2 separate regions of the Mus musculus genome follow, and region 2 is linked to region 1. A link is a contact called in public Hi-C data. All regions are on one chromosome and are shown on one strand. The core of a region is the stretch at or near the end of the contact, and the rest is flanking DNA. Distances in the headings are between cores, read along the strand shown. Region 1 has its middle 41 kb from the start of 2310043L19Rik. Region 2 has its middle 11 kb from the start of Gm30013.

Region 1 (6,805 bases), core at 2,895-5,394:
GGCCTGTGCACCATGCAATACATACATACATACATACATGTCTAGACCTTCTGTTATGGTGACATTGCAGATTGAACTTGGGTACCCCCAAGTGAGGAGCAAGCACTCTGCTGCTCTTACTTTCCAACCTAGTAATTCTTTAAAGATGTATTTTATGTATATGAGTAAACTATAGCTGAAGACACACCAGAAGAGGACAAAAAAGAGGGTTGTGAGCCACCATGAGGTTGCTGGGAATTGAACTCAGGACCTCTGGAAGAGCAGTCAGTGATCTTAACTGCTGAGCCATCTCTCCAGTCCCTGGTAAATATTTTTAAAAAGAAGAAAAACATTAAAAATAATGCATGGATGCCAAACCCCTACATGAGAAAGGAAAATCTGTATAAGCATTAAAGGAGTTTAAAACAATCATAACACAAAGTTTTTCTGTAATCAACAACATTAAGAGATCTGTATACATAAACATATAGTTAAATTAAAAGGTAAACAAAAAACCGGTATAACTCAGAAACAGGTGCAGCAAGGGCTTGAAGCCTTTATATTGTAAAAACAAAACTCCAGGTCCCAGCCCTCCAGCCCCTAAGACTCTTCGAAATGGAGCATGTATTTAAAAAAGTCACTTCCTGGCCTCAGTTTCCAGGCATAAAAGCAAGCACCAGGAAGATAGTCATGTGCTCATCCACCTCCACCCTTGCACACATACAACCTAAAACCGTCTCCATCACTACCAGGTTGGGGGGGGGGGGGGGGGAGAAGGAGAGGATGAGCGGAGTCTCTAGTGTATTGCGTACACTGCGACTTCCAACCCCGTAGAAATTTTCACCCAGATCCCTCTGTGAGGGTGAACTGAGCTCTGCCTGAAAAAGGAGAAGTCGCAGCGCAGAGTGGCCAGGTTTCCACACCCAAGAGGCATCCTGATCATCCGGGAAGCATGGCCTGCACACAGTTTTAGCTAATGACTTCACTAAGGAGAGCCCACTGTAGTCTCAGGTTCCTCTAACTGAAAGGCCCTCGGGACAGTCCAATGCTTCCTCCCTCGAGAAAGTGGGACTTCTCCAAACCCGCAGTCACTCCACACCTCCCAGAGAGGGAACTCTTCAGGCTCCTCCCAAAGACGGGCCACGCCCACTTGCAGCAGACCACGCCCGCTATGGGGAGGCTCGAAGTCCCTTTGAGCTGGTGAAGATGCCCACACTGCCTCTGGGATTCCTGATGTCTGGAGGAATAGGGGGAGCCCTACACCTAATAATTCAATCTGGGCCACATGCTCACTTAAGACAGGGGTTGGAAGTTTCTCTTCTATTCTGTGTTGCTAGAGGAGCCCTCCACAACCAACCTAATTCCTAGCCCCTCTGGATAGTTAATTTTAAAGAGAGCATTAGATGAACGCACAAATTCTTATCCCTTCAAGTACTCATTCAACAACCTTTTAGTAGGCAGCGACTGAGGGAGTGGGATTCAGCATTCCACCCTATGCCCGCCTGCGTACAGATTCCTTAAAAGCCATTGCCAGGCTGGGGAAAGCACAGACAGTAGCGCTGGACTAGAGACAGCCCAGCTGCTAACAAGACCTGAGCATGTTTTTGACTGTAGTGCTCTATCTCCTAGATGCTGTGAGGATTTTAAAAAGATGCTGTGGTCCAAGGCCTTACACATTGGAGTTTGACATACCCTAGACAGTGGAGAAAGGTCTCAGGTTCTAATCTCCCCCCGACTCTTCCCATCGTTTGTTTGTTTGTTTGTTTGTTTGTTTGTTTGTTTGTTTCCATCTTCAAACTTTGCTACCTGTACCATCTGCTGTGAAGGGGACCTGGGCAACTCTCCTGCATCCCACGTTCACACTGAAGCCCTGGTCCTCCAAGTGAAAATATGTCACATGAGGAACTTTGGGGAGATTTTAAGGTTAGAGCAGGCCATGAAAGGGGGCACCCTCTCGAATGGAGTTAATATTCTTTTATAAGAAACACAAATGTTGAATCCATGGCAGCTCATGCCTGTGATTCTAGCAGGAATTTGAGAAGCCGAGGTGTAAGTATTGTGTGTTTCAAGTTAGACTGAGCTACACAGTAAGTTCCAAGGCAGTCTGAGCTATAAAGGGAGTTTAAGGCTAGCCTGAGCTACACAAGCAGATACTGTCTTCAAAAACAAATGAGGATGGGGAGAGGGAAGATTAAACACACACGCACGTGCACACACACACACACACATGCACACGCACACCATGTGGGTCCATAATTATTAACCAGCCACCTTTAAAAACCCAGGCAAGATCTTCACCAGGCACTGGATCGCCCAGTGCCTTGACCTTGGACTTCCCACCCTCTGGAACTGTGAAAAATGTCTGGTGTTTGAGGCACCCAGTCCTGCCTTACAGTAGCCCAAGCTGAGACACCATCTCATACACTCAGGTCAAACAAAACACAAAGACAGAGCTTAGACCATAATATGCTGAAGAATAGAAACTCAAAATTGGGTTTCGTTATTGTAAAAGTAGAAGATTTTGTCCCAGAGACTAAATTGATTCTCAAGAAGCCGTGCTCATTTACCTAGTATACTATATGGCTATTTTTTTTTTCGGTTATTTGTTGTTTTGTTGACTCCAGGTGTCATATAGTTCACACTGGTCTTGAACTCACTGTGTAGCCCTGGCTGATCTTGGAGTCACGGTCCTCCCAGACTTCACCCTTTCAAGTGCTGCGATCATAGACAGGAGCCTTGTGTATTTTGGCTGTTTTCATGCTGGGAACTCAAATCTGAGTAGTTATGACAAAGACATTTTCATCTCAAATTGTTATGTAAGGTATGGCTTTCAAAACCCCAAATATTGACTATCTGGCTCTTTCTAGAAAACATCCCCAGGCCATGCTGTGAAACCCATTCCATCCTAAAGGCCCGAATTGAGGTTAAATGCTGAAAATTATCCTTTCAGCTTGAGAGTCAGTAAGGTTTACAAGGCCTGGTAGTTGTGGTTGAGATGAGAAGGAACCTGGAGGTTAGAAGCAGAGACAGCTCTGGGTGGCGGCCTCTGGCCTGACTATAAAAACAAAACTGAAGGCTAACTTAAGGCATGTTTTTAAGTAAATAAGACCAACTAGGGATGCAGCTTCGTGGTAGAGCATCTGCCTACCTGAGTTCCAGTCCCAGCCAAGCAATAGTCCATTAACTAATTAAGTTAAAATAAAGTGAAAGGTATTTTCAAATTCAAGACAGCAGAAGTGGGATAGGAAGCAGAAGTAATGGGCTGTGCTCCGGTCCCTAATCTGCCACCAATTAGGTGTATAATTGGCGCAATCACTTCATTTCCTTGAGCTGTTACTTTATTTACAAAATAAGAGGCTCCTCCATTTATTGAAATTCACGGGCTCCTCCTGTGGGGAGCTTGCCACTTCAGACCGGGACATTTTGGGCTCTGGAGTAAGAGCCTATCTTATCTCAGGATCTCAAGGTGAAATAAAACATTCAGTGATGCCCTAGGTAGTCCAGCAGGGTTGTGAGGAAGAACTGAAAATTCAGAGTACTGTTGGCTCTACCGCGTCTTAGTGATATTCACCATGGTCGTAATTTATCACCATCTTGCCTTCCAAATAGATAGATTAGTGTAAGCCTGTCCACCCAGCGAGCTTCTCCCATCTGCAGAGGGAGGAGGCAGCGGGACAGCTGCGGATGGGACCGTCAGCTCAAATTATGTAACAGTAGCGGAGAAAGGCAGAGGCTTTCTCAATTTAGGCTTCTTGAGACTAGCGTTACCACGAGTTTCTCTACCCTAAACTCTCACCACACACAGCAAAGATGGCTTTGTCCCCAGGGCAGTTAATCCACGTAGCAAAGGGATCCCATAGGCATTGCCAGAGATCTTGGGGTAATTGAGACCCGACAGCAGATAAATCCTGCAGAATCAGGACCACTTTCTCTCTCCAAAGCCCTAAAGTGAGGAGCGGCTTTCCAAAAGCTCAAGCTTCTAAGCTTGTTTATCCCCGTTTGTGGCCGACGAGTCCTCCGTCCTGGACTACAGAGCCCTGCTCCCCCCTCCTCCCCTTAGTACTCATTCAGAGAAGTGACCCCAGTTGGCAGCCCAAGCTGCATAGACTGCAGTCAAATAACACCCAGATGAAACTGCAGCTGATGGCTGGCCTTTTCCATCAGTGGCTGCTGTGTGCAGCTCTCTCCTGGCCTCCTGAGGTTCAAATGCCCGCCTGATTTTGCCCTGGAAGCATCCCAGCCCAAACATGGAACAAAAGTTCCCTCTGACAAGCCTGTTTGGATTCCAAAGTATGTTTTTATGCTTGCTGGCAAATAGAACCATCACCAGCAACAATAACAACACTGTCTCCCCTCACTGAAGCGACTTCATTTCTTCACATTTGTTCCAGAGCTGGACAGATGAATAATGTTCGCTAAGGGGCTGGCCCAAGTCCTGACCTCCTGCCTCCAAGAGCAAACAGAAGTGACACACAGGCTTATCTGAACTTTCAGTTGCTTGATTCAAAACAGAAAGAGAGAAAAGTTGCTATTTAACCTATGTAGCCACCTAAGGGCTTTTGTTTTGTTTTTCCTTTATTCCTTAGTTGTTTATTATTATTATTATTATTATTATTATTATTATTATTATTATTATTGTTATTATTTATTCATAGCTTTCATTTGTCTTCTTCAGCAAAAGAGGACCTTACTACTGGTGCCCCAATGAAGCCAGTTTCTCAAAGACCGAGATTAACCTGACATCTTGTGGCCATACTGGGTATATACAAGTCTAGACAAACCAGCCCCTTATAAAATTAGGGAAGGGATACAGAAAATGTTTGAAAGGGTCTTCAAAAATATTTCCCGTGGTGTTTTATTTAAGACATCTCAGGAAGTCATGTAGTATGTCTTGGGAAAACCACACACAGGACGATATTTAAGTACCAAGTAACTACTTGTCTCTCTCTCTCTCTCTCTCTCTCTCTCTCGCTTGAACAGATCACTTCACTCTAATGATTGGCTTCTCATCTGTAAAATAGAGTTCATGATAAATATTATTATACTTTTCTGAGGCTTATATAAGATAAAGCAAATCAAATGACTGTTAACGATTGAGGGTAGCTTAGTGCTAGAGGCCAGGCTTGGCATGCAGGAGGTCTTGTGTTCAGTTTCAATACCAAAACCAAACCAAAATAATAACATTTAAACGTTACATACACTATGAGAACACTAAGGATTCCTAGAAGTAGAGTCTAAACTCATACTTGGTTAAATTTCTTCAAAAACCCAAAACCTGTTTTGATGCCTAACCCCAATATAGCATAAAGCCCTGGCCTCAGAATAGATAAAGAGAACAAATCCACACAGTCATATGCTTTCCTAAATATACCCACTGCCAAATTCTCTCTCGTGTTTTTTGTGATGTAAGTACAGCCATTTTCTTTGGTCTTTCCACTTAGGGCCATCAAGTGAACCGTGAGGAAGGGGTAGGAGTCTTGAGGAGTTAAATCATCACAGATCACGTGGTGCCTGACTGGCGGTGGGGCTTGAGAACCTGTGCCTTCTGTTTACAGTGCTGGGAGGAAGGTCTTGGTGTGATTGTGATGTTAGAGATCAAACCTTTGTCTTGATTTATTTTTAAAGATGTATCCATTTTTTTTTATTTATATGAGTACACAGTAGCTGTCTTCAGACACACCAAAAGAGTGCATCGGATCCCATTACAGATGGTTGTGAGCCACCATGTGGGTGCTGGGAATTGAACTCAGGAGCTCTGGAAGAGCAGTCAGTGTTCCTAACAGCTGAGCCATCTCTCCAGACCTAAACCTTTTGTTTTGTAAGTGTACCAAGTGCTAAACATGTTCTCTATCACTAGGTCACACCTCTGTTTGTACCTCATCTTCTGGAAAAAGCAGGAGTCCAACACAGCAGCCCCAGAAGCTCCTGGGTGTCTGTGTCCCACAAGGGTGATGCAGGGTGACTCATCGAATACAAGATGGGTTTGGCTATTGCTGTTGTGCAGCGTGTGGTGTGGAGGAAGCCAAGAACTCATCAAAGCTAGGGGGTTGATGAAGAAATGTGCATTGCATAGACCTCCTCTTGTGCTAAATTTCAGTTCTGCTAGGGTCAGTGGGCCAGCTAGGTAGTGTCCCACCTACCGACAGCATTTAAGCACTCCCAGGAGCACAGAGTGTCTTCCCATTCACAGATGATCTTTTCTGTGTCCTCTACTTGCTGAATTCACTGCTTGTCTCCCTGGTACATGAGGTGAACTTAGGGTGCCTCTGACAGCAAGATCAATAGCTTTACACAGAGAGAGTAGCACACCAGCCAAAGGGACCTCAGCTCCTTGGGTGAATGGTGAGGAGAGGTGACACAGACTTCCAGCCATCTTCCCTCATGCTGGGTTTCCCAGACCTCCACACTGTCTAGGGGACTAACAGGAGGGGGGACACTGCAAAGGGGAGGGTGACAGGATGTGAGGGGCAGATGTTCAAAGAACATTATAAGCTTGTCTTGAAATGTTATTATGTAATTCAGTACAATAAAAATTAAAAATAAAAACTTGTGAAAAGGCAAAAATCCCCTGCAGATAGGAAAGGGTTGGTTGTTCACAATAAAACAAGACTTCTAAAGTCTGGCAATATTAGCAGAAACACTTGCACTGTTATAGGCACTGGGACAGGGTCTCACTATGTAGCCCTAGATGACCTGGAATTCACTGTGTAGACCAGGCTGGAACTCAGAGATCTGCCCGCCTCCACCTCCGCCTACGCCTCCTCCTCCGCCTCCCGGTGCCAGGATTAAAGGCATGTGCCACCTTTTTTATTTATATTCTTATCCC
Region 2 (6,805 bases), core at 2,267-4,766, 140 kb before region 1:
AAGCATTCTGATGACTGACTGCTTTCTTGTCTCCTAAGTTATGACTGCAGCATTTGCTACCTGTACAGATAGTTGGAAAATGTTCTTCTGTGCTTTTATGGCTGTTCATTATGAGTGCAGCACAGGCTAAATCGCAACCTTCTGTACGCTAATTTTTGTCTATATTAAATGCAAATGGGAATATATCTAAAAGAACTCATTTAAAAGCTCAGTAGCAGAGAGAGAGAGAGAGAAGTGCAAACAGAAACCAGTGACTGTACAATGTCCAGTCAGCTGAGTGAATGTGTGGTGAACCCCTAGATCACCCTCAAAACTCTCTCCAAGGATCAAGAAGGTGAATGAATAAATGTGAAATCCTGCTATGATGTTTCTCAGGCTTAGTTACACAAGGCATTGAGATTATTATTTATTTACTTACTGTTCTGGTTAGGTGTTTTGTTGTTTTTTTGGTTGGTCAGTTGGGTGTTTTGTTTTGCTTTTGCTGTTGCTGTTTGTCAACCTGATACACCTTAGGGTCATTTGAGAAGAGGGAAACTCAATTAAGAAAATGTTCTGTCAGATTGGCCAGTAGGCAAGCCTGTAGGGTACTTTCTGGATTTAGAATTGTTGTGGAAAGACCCACTCACTGTAGGCAGTGTCATTTCTAGCAGGAGGTCCTGGATGGTATAAGAAAGCAGGCTGAGCAAGCCATGGAGAGCAAGCCAGTAAGCAGCACCCTTCCATGACCTCTGCATCAGCTCCTGCCTCCAGGTTCCTCCTGCCCTGACTTCCCTTCATCATAGACAATAACTGTAAGATGAAATGCACATTTTCTCTCCCAGTTGCTTTTGATCATGGCCTTTATCCTGGCAACAGAAACTGTAACTAAGACATTCATATACATGCATATTCCTAAGGCAGCAGCAGCTTCAGATACTGGTAATAAAAGCTGTGTATAATAATATTCCAGACTATTAACAACAACAACAACAAAAAAAGACTATTAAGTCAAGAAGTTCTGTGAAGGACCAACAAGGTGGCTTAGTAGGTAAAAGCACAGGCATGTTAGCCTGGGAGCCAGAGTTTGCAGAGTTAGAAGAGAGAGTCCACTCCTGAAAGTGGTCCTCAGCCCCCCCACATGGTCCCTGTGGCACCAACATGCTCAAACACATTCACATGCACAATAAATAAATACATACAAAAATTCAAGAGAAAAGCTGTGCCATTTTCAGCCGTTCTTTAGTGCTCCTCTGTGGCAGAGCTGTGTGAGTTCGTGGAACCTTCCTTAACCCTATACCTCACTTTCCTTGTTTGCAAAACATGAACACTAATTGTACCTATCTCGTTGGAATTAAGAGGCTAATGCTCACTTCAGCGGCACATATACTAAAATTAGAACCAAGCGGCTAATGCAAGTCAATGGCTCTAAAGTGCTTAGAACAATGTCTGGCGTATAATGAACTCATCTGAGTTCTTTTTTTTTTTCTTTTTAAATCACAACAACAACAACAAAATAGCTGTAGAGGTAGCTCAGTTGAAAAACATGCTTGCTGAGTTTGACCCACAGAAACCAAATTTTAAAATGCCCTGACCGGTGGCTCATGTTTGTGATCCCAGCAGCACTGGGGAAGGCAGAAGTATGTGCAAATAGACAAACAGCAAACAATGATGGGCAGTGTCCGAGGATATCTTTCATATGACACAGGAACACACACACACACACACACACACACACACACACACACACATACACACATACACGCCTTTGAAGAACTAGCAGTGTTGTTCATTTTGATCATAACCTTCAGGAGTCAGAATGGGAATATTGAACTCCGGTTCTCATCTAAGAAAGTGGCCGTTAAAAGCGTTGGTTGTAGACAATCAATCCCTCCCTTTATGTCAATGGAATAAATATCTGTGCAAGTCCCTTCTGTTATTATGGCGTCAATGTCCAACTATCTTTGACCTACAGCAAAGGGGGGAAGATCTAAGTGGTTCAATGAAACATTAGCGGATGGAGAAGAGCAACATTCATCTGGAAGTAAAAGAGTTTCAGTTTCACTTGGCTGAGAACAAAGTCTCTGGGCTGTTTCAAACACATGGTGACACAAGGAGGGTTATGAGAACTTACCTGTGAGTTACCTTCCAGTCTATAATAATGGGAAATCACTACTCGGGATATTTAGCCACAATATTACCTGGAGTTTTACACAAAATATGATTGTTTTTTCTTATCATTCTTTATGTTGTAGGCTTAAGGATGTCAAACCACCTTGGCAGGCCAGGCACAATCTTCAAAGGCTCACCAGTGTTAGGTTAAAAAAAAATATTGTGTCTCCTAAACCTTGACTAGTTAGAATTATATGCTGATCACTGAGCCAAGTGACCTGCACACATTTCCTCCTTAAATGCCCTGGGATGTAGGATCCCTGCTTCTGAGTCACTGGAAACTCAGAGAGGGGGACAAACAGGTGTCCATGACACCATGTGATAGACTGGACATGACATTAATTTTAATGGCTGTCACTGGTGCCATATGGGCCTCATCTCAGATAACCTGTGCTCACTCCATTGGCTGAGGGAGAGAACAACTATGTTCCAGCTTCTTGGGGCGTGTGAGCCTAGGTCTCTCCGTCTGAGTCCCATGGAGTCCCTAAGACATATACTGAACCTCTCTTCCTTGCTACATGCTTATTTTCCAGTGCCAACTTCCTCATTTTTGCTTTTGTTCTTTTAAGATATAGCCTGGATATGTAGCCCAGGTTGGCCTCAAACTCATGATCTACCTCAGACTCCCAAATGCTGAGGTTAGAGGAATGGGCCACCACATCCAGTTTGGCCAACCTCTCCATTTTCTTCACGCTTCAGTCTCTCAATTGCTGCAGTTTCTGCCCACTCCTTCTGTCCATTGGTGACTGATGAAAAGCTGGCTGAGATGGTTATGAGTGGAGGAATAGGTGGGATTTAATTTAGGAATGAGCAAGGGATTGAGAGTGGAGGGTCTAACCAAAGCCCTAAACAGATTCTTGTCGTAGAAACCTTCCCATTCTCTAAGGAGAAGGCAGCAGAGTCCCTCTCATCCGTCAGTTCAACAGTAACATGTTGCTAATCTTTACCAGCTGTGCGACTGGGCCTCCATGCCTACAGATGTGGAGACCAACACAGAATGAAACACTAAGGGGGTTTTTGAGGGTCACACGCAGCACAGCAGGGATTAAAAGTCACAGGCTTGGAATGTCTCAAGGACTGCCTAGGCTGCCATTCAAGTCTCCTGCGTAGGCATGAAGGGAGGGCTAGCTGTCTCTTTTGACACGTCTGTCACGTGCTTCTGGCTCACCATGCTGAGGCCACATTGTACAGCGTTTTGAACTGTGCACTCGCCCCCATGGAACACGGTGGAAACCATCATATGGAGGAAGCAAACTCCAGAAGCTGACTCCAAGATCAAGGCAGACACAGCAGGCTGACTGGGTGGGTGTTCTGGGCTTTGCTTACATTGCAAAGCATGCATAGCGCCACTCAGTAGAGGGCGAGCCCACAGGTAGAGATCCAGCTCCATGCCCCCGCCTCCTCTCTAAGCCTGCTTCCACACTCTGCTGGTAGGAATGGAACTGCGCCCACTTGCCGGAGGCCAGCGCTTTGACATTTCAAAACCAACTCCTCTTCAGTATGACTAAACCAAGATATATATATGTGAAAGTAAAGTGATTGCCATATCTTTGGAAAGCTCACACTTCTGAGAAAATGGTAAATAGGCCTCCTTTCTTCTTTAGCCGAGCACTCGGGGAGCTAGGCAACATCACAAATTCTAACTTTTGTTTGCTTTTGCACAAAGCAATTGGGGACGGTCATGGGGTTTAGTTTACATCTTGCTCTGAGTTAGTATATCCTCTGTGTATGCTGAACTTTCTAGAACTCTCACACTTAGTGGATACTACCCAGTAGTCAAGCTCCCTCATCCTTCATGTGGACAGTTTGATCTCGACTAGGCATAGCTCCCTCAATGACCAAATTGAAGGTATGAAGAATCCAGCAATCCCTCGTGCACCCTAGCAGTCTAGAAACCCACTTACTTCCTGTTACTGAAAGGAAGCGCTGAAATACAGCCATCTTGATTTCAGATTCCATCTTACTCTTAATAGTCATGTGAATGTCTGAATGCACCTTCATGGAATACTTAATTTATACAAACCCTGAGCCCATCCATACTGTCTCATGTGAAGTAACAGGAACGTTTCAGTGAACCCTTAATGAAACTGCATACTTTTAGATGGAAAGGGTTATCGGCAGGTCAGATGTTCAGTGGATTCTTACCCTGTGGGCCATGAACTCATCAGAGGACAAAAACACCGGGCCACAATATTATGGTAATTGTGGTTTAAGAAACAAGATTGTCTTGTGCTAACTTTTTGCAGTTATACAACATCACTATAAGACTGGCAATGAGCTTGAGAGACAACATTTACTCTCAGATTAGGAGTCAGAAGTTTCTGACAAACAGGTCTATATTTGGTTGGTTGGTTGGTTGGTTGGTTAGTTAGTTAGTTAGTTTAACTAAAGGATCATAAACCTAGCAAACAGATTTGAGAAGCCTTTTTTTTAATATAAGGCTTAAGTCAGAATCCCCAGTAATAAGACTCTATAATTTGCATTAATTTTTCCTAATATAGGATCTCCCTATGAAGTCTAAAGTGGACTCAAGATACCTTCCAAAAATCCAAACTACTCACCATGCTGAATGTGTGGCAAAAGTGTTAGCAAAGCTGTCCAGTCAGATAGCTCGCAGGCACTACATCACCACAGCATTTAAAATGTTACAAATGCTTTGTTCATTTCAATCTTTGGTTAGTGCAGTTCACAGAGATATTGTTTCCCTTTGTATTCTTTGAAAGTTGCACACACGGTTTCAAGAGTTTCCTGGGATCTCAGATTCTCCACCAACCCTCCTCTGATCCACCCCTTTCTATTTATAGCTTCTAAAATGGAAGTGCTTGCCCACTCTAGAAGACTTCTACACCTTTCTACATAAGATAAAGGGAGAGCAGGTAAGAATACATGGTAGCTGACTTAAGACATTGGCTTTGCAGAAAATTATTCCATAGGTAACCCCCTATCTAAAACCAACCCAGCCCAACCCTCATACCCTAGACCATAATTATTCCTATTTTACAAATGAGAAAAACTGTAGCCCCAGAGCTTAAGTGAATTGTTTGTGACTACCCAGTATATGTGTGTGTATATGTATATATGACAATATGCATATGTATATGTATATATATATACACACACATATATATGTATATATGGGAGGGAGGGAGAGAGTGCTGGATAATATTATGTCAACTCGATACAAGCTAGAGTCATCTGAGAGGAGGGAGCCTCAACTTAAAAAAAAATGCCTTCATAAGATCAGGCTGTAGGCAAGCCTTTAAGGAATTTTCTTAATTAGTGATTGATGTGGAAAAGTCCAATCCATTGTGTGTGTGTGTGTGTTGCCAGCCCTGTTTGGCATAAGGGAGTAGGTTGAGCAAGTCATGGGAAACAAGGCAGTAAGCGGCACCCCTCCATGGCCTCTGCACCAGCTCTTGCCTCCAGGTTGCTGTTTGAGTTTCTGCCCTGACTTCCTTTTATGACGAACAGTGATATGGAAGTGTAAGCCAAACAAACCCTTCCCTCCCAAACCAAAGTTGCTCTGGTCTTGGTGCTTTATTGTAGTGATAGAAACCCTAACTATGACAAGTAGGTACCAAGATAGCGGGGTGTTACTCTGACAGACCAGACCATGTTGTTTTGGGAGAGGACTGTTAAAAGACTGTGAATCTTTGGGTTAGAAAAACCATTGAGTGTTGAGAGCTGAGTGAGCTGTTCCATAGGAGCTCAGAAGACAAGAATGTGAAGATCCTCCAGTGGCAGCTTGGACCATGGACACCGACATGATTTCTGACTGTAGCACAGACCACAGACATCAACAGCGGAGACCGTGTGGAGGCCCAGGATCCAAGCTGCCGACGGCTGCTATGGGCAAGGAAGCTTCCTTTTCAATGGTATCCATGATTACAGATTCATAGCTGAGAATGATGGACATTGAAGGCTTCTGTGAAAAGCCCTCAATCCCCTCCCCACAAAAGAGAGAGAGAGAGAGAGAGAGAGAGAGAGAGAGAGAGAGAGAGAGAAACAGTTCAGACAGGAAGCTATCGAAGAGTCCTTTAAAACTGTGATAAAGTTGCTGAAGTAAAGCTCTTCACAGTTGATGGCTTCTAGCAATGGGTGGAGGTCGGGGGGAGGGGAGGCACAGTTTTATAATAGGGGCAGGCCACTGAGAGTTTGACCATGTTCCAATGAGTATATGGTCAACACAAATTGGACTTAGTGTTTTGTTTTAGGGGCAAGGGAGAGTGTACCTGGGAAGAATGGGAGGGAAGTGTGATCAGTTGCAGTGTATAAAATTGCTAGATAATTAATAAAAATATTATGTTGGGGAGAGGGAGAGTGTTGAGAGCAGAGCAGATGGTAGAGGCCTGGCTTGAGAAGTCTTAGAGGGAAGCAAAGTCCCTATCAGGTTTTTTTTTTTTGTGTGTGTGTGAAGAATTTGTGGTTCTAGTTAGGACAGAAGAATCTGCTGTGATTAACAAAAGACCAGAAATGCTAAAGTAAAACCTTTGCTTTGCTGGGACAGTGGATGCTGGCTGGCTGGGGCTGAAGAATCAGCTGTGATTTTAAAAGAGAGCAGCAGCATTGAGGTGAACTCTTGTGGGAAGTGTTTCCAGAGAGTCAGCACACAGTAGCTGCATTGCAGAGGCAGCCAAGGTTATACCTCCTACTGGCA

Evidence for each region. A called contact is a pair of places that touch in the nucleus more often than the background predicts.
Region 2: a Hi-C map of cerebral cortex shows a contact between it and region 1, with 2.2 times the contacts expected there. The contact joins two enhancer-like sites. A contact is called at or near these places in 2 of 15 datasets of contacts at CTCF or cohesin (large pre-B cells and pro-B cells), 8 of 484 Hi-C or Micro-C datasets (the HPC-7 cell line, the N1E-115 cell line, Sertoli cells and 4 more) and 1 of 9 other capture datasets (embryonic stem cells).

The regions. Positions count from the first base shown.
Region 1 is chr1:177,680,392-177,687,196 of GRCm38.p6, forward strand. No RefSeq gene overlaps it. Among named protein-coding and RNA genes, the nearest start is that of 2310043L19Rik, 41 kb to the left of the region's middle. Within about 2 kb of position 4,145, at least 46 of the 459 cell types and tissues checked have an H3K27ac peak or open chromatin away from gene starts, as enhancers often do. A contact at or near this core is called in cerebral cortex, where this site is marked.
Region 2 is chr1:177,541,990-177,548,794 of GRCm38.p6, forward strand. No RefSeq gene overlaps it. Among named protein-coding and RNA genes, the nearest start is that of Gm30013, 11 kb to the right of the region's middle. Within about 2 kb of position 3,517, at least 8 of the 459 cell types and tissues checked have an H3K27ac peak or open chromatin away from gene starts, as enhancers often do. A contact at or near this core is called in cerebral cortex, where this site is marked.